Linked DNA regions of Mus musculus: region 2 is linked to region 1. Evidence: chromatin contacts called from public Micro-C data. All regions are on one chromosome and are shown on one strand. Each heading gives the region's core, a stretch centred on a gene start, on an enhancer-like site or on the middle of the called end of the contact. The rest is flanking DNA. Distances are from core to core; before and after follow the strand shown.

The links. Hi-C and Micro-C count contacts between places; a contact is called where the count stands out from the background.
Region 2: a contact with region 1 is called in a Micro-C map of muscle stem cells, with 3 times the contacts expected there. The contact joins the promoter of Col19a1 here to the enhancer-like site in region 1. A contact is called at or near these places in 6 of 484 Hi-C or Micro-C datasets (cerebellar granule neurons, cerebral cortex, muscle stem cells and 2 more) and 2 of 9 other capture datasets (adipose tissue and liver).

The regions. Positions count from the first base shown.
Region 1 is chr1:24,509,427-24,513,826 of GRCm38.p6, forward strand. It overlaps Col19a1 (collagen, type XIX, alpha 1), which reads right to left. Exons shown (of 51, transcript NM_007733.2): 10 at 1,417-1,461. Among named protein-coding and RNA genes, the nearest start is that of Gm26418, 37 kb to the right of the region's middle. Within about 2 kb of position 2,290, at least 4 of the 459 cell types and tissues checked have an H3K27ac peak or open chromatin away from gene starts, as enhancers often do. A contact at or near this core is called in muscle stem cells, where this site is marked.
Region 2 is chr1:24,586,131-24,590,051 of GRCm38.p6, forward strand. Col19a1 (collagen, type XIX, alpha 1) reads right to left here and starts at 1,307. Exons shown (of 51, transcript NM_007733.2): 1 at 1,220-1,307.

The DNA.
Region 1 (4,400 bases), core at 1,040-3,539:
TAGGTGCATGGGACTACCTTTCTTTTAATAGTGTTTCCCCTAAAGTATAGAATTTAACTCCATCTGGTAATTCAAGCTGACATTGAAGCTGTTAAATGTCCCTAGTGCCTCAGCCACATTGTCAGAATGAGATGTGGCCACCACAAACAGCTGCTGGAAAGTCCAAAACTATTTCCCAGCAGATAAATCCGCACATCCCTTGGCTTGCACCTCAGCTCGAAGATACAGAACATGCTGTCCCACTGGGCTTGGTCTAGAACTGCTATGACAACACTCAGAGCATGCCATTTCATGCCTCCCAATCTAACCTCATTCTCTCTAAGGGGCCATGTAAGGAAACATTCCTAAAAGCTGCTGTAACTATACATAGAAGTGTATCTTTTCAAATGACATTGCCAACTACATATAAGAAAACCTACCTCTGTAGTGCTTTCAGACATTTTGCCTTTAAAACCGGTTAACACGTCACTGGAACGTAATGTCATGTTTGGCATTGAGGGGACATCTGAAATTTCACCAATGATGCTCTCCCTCAAGGTGAGATTGTCTGAGTTGTATCATGACAGGTGGCCCCACCTAAAGTTACTCCACTTCCCTCTTGGAATCTGGAGTGTATTAGTTTCTGTGCATTCAATATGCTTGGCACAAACAGTCAAGTTTGCTTCCAGAGAAAGCAATCCCTGAATAGATAGTAAAGAATAGAGAGGAAATGAATTTTGGTGATGAGAAAGATCTCAGGCACTGAGAGACTCACCCTGGATGGTGTTAAAGTTCTCATTCATGATGAATATGAATGTGACATTCTGCAGGTTTGTTTTTCCCATGTAGGCGGTTGACTCATGGCCTCCTACTGGCTAAGCAAGAACTGTTCACCGAACTGTTTCCAGCCTTCCTTTTGCTTTTCATTTTGAGATGTGATCTTATCAAGTTGTCCAAGCTGGCCTTAGGCTCACACTATAGGCTGGCAGGCTGTGAACTTGTAATATTATTGTGTCTGTCTCCTGTGTAGCTAGGATGATTGGTCTGCACTACCCAGGCCAAAGCAAAGAAAGTTTTGTTTTGAAGAGCTTATTTGTGTATATAGCATCCTTGTAATGCCAGAAAGTTTAGGTCATTATAAATACTTTTGCTTAATCCAATCTGAGAAACGCAACCTGTGCAAATAGGAAACAGCTGCAGAAAAATTCTTTTCCAGTTTTCACTCTGACTGATAACAGTCAAAGTGTTTCTGGTGCCCCTCTAAGTCGCCCATGGTTCTTAGAAAGCATAACTACTGATTCTTGGGGAAGCATGCCACTAATACTGTAATGAATGTTTCCTTGAAGGGTCTCCAAGAAGGAAAGACTTCTATGAATCCTCCTTGGAAATCTGGGTTATTAGCTTACTTTGAAAGAAACATTTACAAAAACTCATTACCTTTTGACCAGGTAATCCTGGAGTACCATCTAAGCCATGTTCACCCTAAAAAGAGTAACCAAAATGAATGTCATTAGTCACAAATGATACTGTAAAAGACCCTCAAAAAGGGGCACCCTCTAGTATGAGGAAAGGTAGCATTCTCCTGGATATCTCTTGTGCATCTGGGCTTCCAATTTCTGTCATGTCACATGTACAGGGCAATCACCTCAAATTTTAAGGTAAAGGAATGGGGGAGTGTATGGAGGCTCTGGGATGTTAAGGATCAGTCTTATTGTTATCCAACTTGTAGTATAACCTGACATTTCAAGTAAGTGCTCAATGGTTTTACATCCTGTGTTCCAAATGCTATTTAATAATCTAACCTTTTCTTCCTTTTTTCCTTCCTCTCTTCCTCCCTTCCTTGTTCCCCTTTCCCTCCTTCCTTCCTTTTCCTTCCTTCAATATTTTCTTTCTTCTTTCCTTCCTTCTCTTTTCCTTGTGTACAAGAGTAAATGCTTTTATTGGGTAGGATTTGCTAACAAATTCATCGAGAGTTACCATTCTCATAATCATCTTCTATAGACTGTTACACAGTGATGGGGGTGTAGCCCTTCAGTTGTGGCTTCCCTACATGGTCCCTGGTAACCAATTTAATTGTGGTTTATAGGTATCTTCTTACCTAATCTGAGATATATACGTACATCTTGATATTCTTGTCACAATGTGAAAATACTTACTTCGTTATCCATATCTGTTGATTACTGGGATCTGAATTCTAAAGGCATACCAAGGCAATTCTGCATGAAACAGTTCCCTCTCCACTTGTCTGGCTCCTGTCATGGGCGTAAATGTTTTTAGCAGATGCCTATCAGGTTCCATTACTGGAATTCTTGGTCATCGCTCTGACAAGTCTGCTTTGTGAATAGTACACCACCCAGAAAGAGAAACTTCAGGGAGGGTGGATACATTCTCCGTGGACCCTCAGGCGTTTACTTGAGTCTAGGAATTTACTCTGGCTCCTGAGTGTCGAGATTCAGGCAGCTTAAAATATGATCTGCTCTATTTTTGTAAAATATTTAGAAAATTCACTTAGAAAATAACAGTTCTTAAGGATTATCTAGAACACAGATATCATTTCTAACAATTATTTAAAGGAAGTTTAAGTATATGAAGAGAAACACCACATCTTCACATTTTAAGACAACAATGAGATACTCTGCCTCAATAATGAGGTCTTAATTTTATTACTAATACATTTTTGGAAAGCTTTACTGTTTCTTTTTTTTCTTTTTCACCAGAAGTGTATTGACAGATACATGCACACACTTTCTTTTAAGAGTTAAGGGTTTTCTTTGTTGATTTAACTATCAAAGTACTCTATAGTATAACTGCTGTTATCATAGTACAGGCAAAATTTGGTTGAGATATGTAATTAGATGTGGAAGCATCGAAAATAGCATAATTATCAGTGTACTAAGCATTTCCTCTCTTGAAAGTTAGTATGGTTCTTGACCTGATGCACCGGCAAGACTAGTAGAAAGCTGCAGTGACATTTGATAAAGAGATAAGGAAATCGCATTTAGTATCTGATGCCAAAGAACATTCTATGGTAACGGAGCCTCTAACATTACTCATCACTGAAGTATGCCCACTTGTCCCTAAGAAGCAGATTATTTCCCTCAGTTGATCCAATATAATATTTTATATCATATTGCAAGTTACTCAGGATCACCAGATACCACATATAATCCTCCAAAGCACAATGACACGGTATTCACACTGCCAGCAACCCGTTTCGTAGAAAAAGGAGTGCTGATAGCTTAGCTAGCTGCAAGCTTTTACATACCATGTGCCTGGAGTGCTGGCACCCATGTGTCTTTAGCTGACATTCTGTGATTCCTGTAGTTAAAAGTACTAGGTTTCCGCTACGGCAAATGTTAACTGATCTTGCCTCTTTCCCTACTTAGAGGCTTATAATCACTTCTAATTGCCGTTAGTCCACCAGAGGAGAGTGAGCATACTGGATCCTACCAAGGATCAAAAAGGAGGGAGGTGTATGAATTACCATGAAAACTTCAAGAGGACATAGTCCAAACATGCTGATGCCAAGTGTTGGCTCTATAAAAATTTAATCTAAAACATTATGTCGGTAATACCAGTCACTTTAGCGCTCATTCTGAAATATAGGAGCAAAGCCCAGAGAACGGCTGGCAGCCAGGGTAAACCTAGTTCTGCCCACAAAATCAGTACTCCCCAATGCTATTGAAAGGGAACTGATCTGTTTTATGTTTTATGTATTTAGTGCATGTGTGTGTGCACGTGTGTGCGTGTGCACATGTGTGCGTGTGAGTTCCTGCTTCCTTTCCCCCCAATTCTAGTCCTAAAGAAAACATAAGATGCTTCTCTTCTATCTTCCAAGCAACATTTTAGTTCATAATTGGAAAAAAATACAATCAGTAGTTCCAAACAAATCAGACCTTTCAAAACTTATTTCTGGGGACATTCTTTCAATTACAAGCCTTTTAATTCCTGGAACATACATGGTGGAAGGAGAGAACTGACTCCCGAAAGTTGTCCAGTGACCTCCCCATGAGCACTGCTCACATACTCACTCCCCAAATTAAATAATACAGAAACTGCATTTATAGTCTCATATTCACCATTGCCACCAAAGCTTACTATTATAAGCTTCTAATTAATTTTTCTGTCTGATTCATATTGTGAAGCACAAATTTAAAAAAAAGAAAGAAACACACATCTATGCTTACTGAATCAAAGCTTTCTGAACCTAAATCATTTCCTGGTCTTACTTCTGGATCTTAAGCAGGACATCCACTTGGGTCACTATGAAGGCTTCTATTCACTAAAACATTAGCCATAGTTTAGAGTTTCTAAATATATGATCCTGCTCTCTGAGCATACCTGTCTCTTAAAATGTGGCTTTCAGAACTCAGTATAATATGTCAGATGTGGTCCCAAACAAAACAAAAATGGAGCCATAA
Region 2 (3,921 bases), core at 57-2,556, 76 kb after region 1:
TCCCTTTTGCTCCTCAGACCTCCTCTCCAAGGAGAGGTTGGAAGTAAGTAGTCTGAATTGGTGATGGGGTGGGTGGAGGCTGCACAATTTATTTCTGTTACCCTTCCATCTCCCAGCTCACTCACTCTAGATCTCACATCACCCACTGTCGCAATTCCTGGATGGTTCTATTAAAAGTATATATTTTCAGCATCTGGGTCCCATTCTCTCCATTGCCGAGTCCATTGTCCTCCGAGACCCACCATGCGTTCCCCTCTGTCCCCCATGGCACGGGGCCCACGTGGGTAACCTGCCCACCCACTCAACTAGTTCCAGAGCCCTCCACGACCTAGCTGGGGTAAGGTTAAGCTTCATCTCCCGCCTGCTTCAAAGGAGCTGGCTTGTGCAGTGGCGCGCTTGGTTCCGGGCCAACAAACTTCTCCAGGACCATGCGCGCCGCCTCCCTCCTCCAGGCGGCGGTGGCTGCGGCGCCGGCCGGATTCCCGCAGAGCCGAGGGCCGCGGGCGGAGGCGAGGCGCCGGCCCTTTGCGCCGGGACCCTGACGTCCCCGCGGCGGCCGCGGCTGCGAGGACAGCGGGGACAGCGGCTGCGCTCCGGCTGGACGCGCTGCGCACTCTGCGTGTTGAAGGAGACACAGGGCCAGGTACTCCGGGACCAGACCCGGATCCTCCTCCGCGACAGCCTAAGCCGGGCTTGGGACCCCCGCGCGGGTCGAAGTGGGTAACTCCACCGGGTACACGAGCGTCCGAGCTTTGCGTCCTGGCTTTCACCTCTCCCGGTTACAGCATCCAACCCTAGAGACCACAGCCCCACAGCATTCGTAGCTTGCTCTGTTCGTTTACCCCTTCTTCCATAGCTCGCGTGCCTTCCATCCGCATCAGCATCGCATACACTTCTGCTTCCCAAACCCAACCAGAAAATCCACCGAGAACTAAAGTGGAACGCGCGAGCCCGCGTGACCTGGACGCACAAACACGAGCCACATTATAGGCAGCGTGTCAAAGTGGCCTGATCTGGCCAAATGCACTCGGTCCCCTCGTCTCCGCGTGGGAATGCAGGTGGGCAGATTTTCCCCTCGAAATATGTGCACTTGTGCAGTACGGTTGTGACATTTTCTTTAAAAGCAGATGCAGGCAAATGACCAGAAATACAGCATATGGCAGAGACCGGGCTTGTGAAGGCAACATCAAGCAAAATGTGGCAGAGCTGCGCAGCTTACCTTGGGTTGGTGTCAGAGCCCCTGGGAGGCGCGGTGGAGTCCGGACAGGGCTGCCGCACCGCCGCGGAGTGGCCCGCTCCAGCTCCCAGCGAGTGGAAGCGGGACGCATCTCTGCCCTTATTCGTCCCTTCAGTGTGACCCTCCCACTCGGTGAGCACGGAGGACTCAGCAAGACAGTCCTCAGCCAACTCATGCCCAGGTTTTCCTTGATCACACAGAGCTGGGTACTAAGTCTTTCAGGTTTCTGTTTTAATAGCAATTTCATAGCGGCAATGACAGTTGGGGGCAGACGCTTTCTCACTTCTGACTATGAAGTGTCCTCAAAGTACGGTGCGGTGCAGTGCGTGGTATACATTCACAGGTAGATAATTGGCTTTTTAACAGTCGAGCTAAAAATAAAAAAGGGTATCGTGTATGTTTTATTTTGCACTTCTATTTCTTGAGTTTATCTAAAGTTAATCAAGTCAGCTTGCATTCTAATCATCGTTCTCTATGTAGGTTTGTGTCTACATCCATAAAGGTATGTTGTGACTGTTAAATATATTATGCTTCAATAGTCTGGTGTTATAAATATCTGTCTTGTAAGTCTTCGAGATCTCTTTCAATATGTGGAGGGGGTGGGTATAGCAGTACATATACACCTACAGTAAGTATATACATACATATATATAGTATTATGTGTCTATATTCAGATTTATATTCATTCATAGTAAACATACACATATATTTATATACATATAGTGTGTGATTTTTTTAAAAACACTAGAATTTGTAAGATTAACCCACAGGTTAAACAATGCTTAACTTCTTTTAGTTGTGTGTTGCCGCAGTTGGAGAGAAAATATGTATTATTAATCCATAAGAATGGAAATCATTACCTTAGAGTGTTACCTCAAAGACATAAGTCTCACTTAGTGAGATTCCCAGTCCAAAGACGACAAGACCACAGTGGCAAAGATTTTAAAATGCTCAGAACAAATTTTTAAATAGCTCATTTTCACCTCTTTGGAGGAAGACCATTACAGCATCAACCAGTGGGTTTGTAACCTGCCTATTCCCAAAGAAAACAGAACACTGAAGTGTGAGAATTCACAAACTGCCATGAACCACGTTTCTGTCAGAATTTCAAGCCATACAATGTGTCTCCCTCCTCATGTGCTTTCCTTCACGAATTTTTGGTTGACTGTGGAAAGAGGCCAAAGGAAAAGGCATCACGTGAGTCCAGCGGCTCAGTTGCCCATTTAAAGACAGGATTCCTAAGCCTTCCCTAGGCATCTGGTGAACCTTTCCATTTGCTCAAGTATCCTAATTGAATTTGTTTCCTCGTTTGTCAGTTATATTTTTATATATGCATTTTATGCCCAGGATTTATTGTCCAGACTATTCAATTTAGCTATTTGCATCAGATTAATACTCTTTAAAAATAAACTTTGAAACTGTAGGTCAAGCCGATGAATTTTACTCCACTGTTTCAATAATTTCTCAACCTTTAAATTGCTCATGAAGTAGCTAAGCACATTTTTGTTTCTTTGTCACAATTCTCCTTTGCTACTTATAACACTGAAGAGACAAATTTTTGGATACCTTGAGAAAGGAATGAATCAGGTTTAAAACTGTTATCAGCTATGCTCTGTGTTCTAAACACGCCTGTGAAGACAGCCCCCTTCCTTCCTTCCTTCCTTCCTTCCTTTCTCCTTTCCTTCCTTCCATCTATCCATCCATCTGTCCTTCTTTTTTCCTTTCCTTTCTTCCTTTTTTTCCAGAAACGATTTGAACCTAGACTGCTTTTATGATCCCAACCTATTATGCCCATAGGTTTGAGGTTTTATCAAATACTTTTTGTTGAATTTTAAAGTGACTTCAGGTAGCAAGACCATGAAACCACGCACCTTTTATTTATCTACATCAAATACAACTATAAATGATCCCCTGGATTCTGAAGCTACTTCTGAGGGGAAAGTAGTTGAGAGTTACTGTGTCTCTTTTAAACTTCGCTTCCCACTCTCTTCAGTTTCTGCTCTTTTCTGGGCTCTCAGCTTTGCTGCTTCTTTTACTTTTGTCCTTCATAGTTCTCCCCACGCCCCCACCCCCGCTTTTTTTCCCCAAGAAGAAAGAATTTCAGCATTGCCCCCAGCTAATTTCTTAGTTACCAAACCATAAGAGTGTTCATTCTTTATTGAGTTTTCAGGGCACAGCCATACATGACTCTCATGCATGCCCCGTGGAAATGGCTCAATGCATCCACAGTGTTGAAAAGACCTTACTGTTGACTGTAATTACCAAACCTGACTTGCCATTGCTCAAATGCACTTTCATTATATCTTTTCTGGGCCAGTATTACAGTGTGCTGTCCTTATTCGTATTAGTCCTAAATTAGTTCAAAGCCGGCTAGGGAAATCTACTAATTTTAAGGTCTGTTTTGCCACTGTTTCTGAAAAGTTCTCATCCCACAGAAATTGATATTCTAAGGCTCGCCTCTCTCTTTGCTTCCTTTCCTGGAAGACTCTAATTCATGACGTGTACTCAGTTTACAAGTGACTGCAGGATGGGATCACAGCTGCATCTTTCTCTTGGTTTCTTAGTCCCTCTCCCTGGGATCAGTGACACCGAGCGGAAATATGATAAAAGACAAGTGACTGGCCTAGTCATGGGGACAGCTTGGTAACATGTGTTAAGTTCTCCAGAACAATTTCATAGTAACA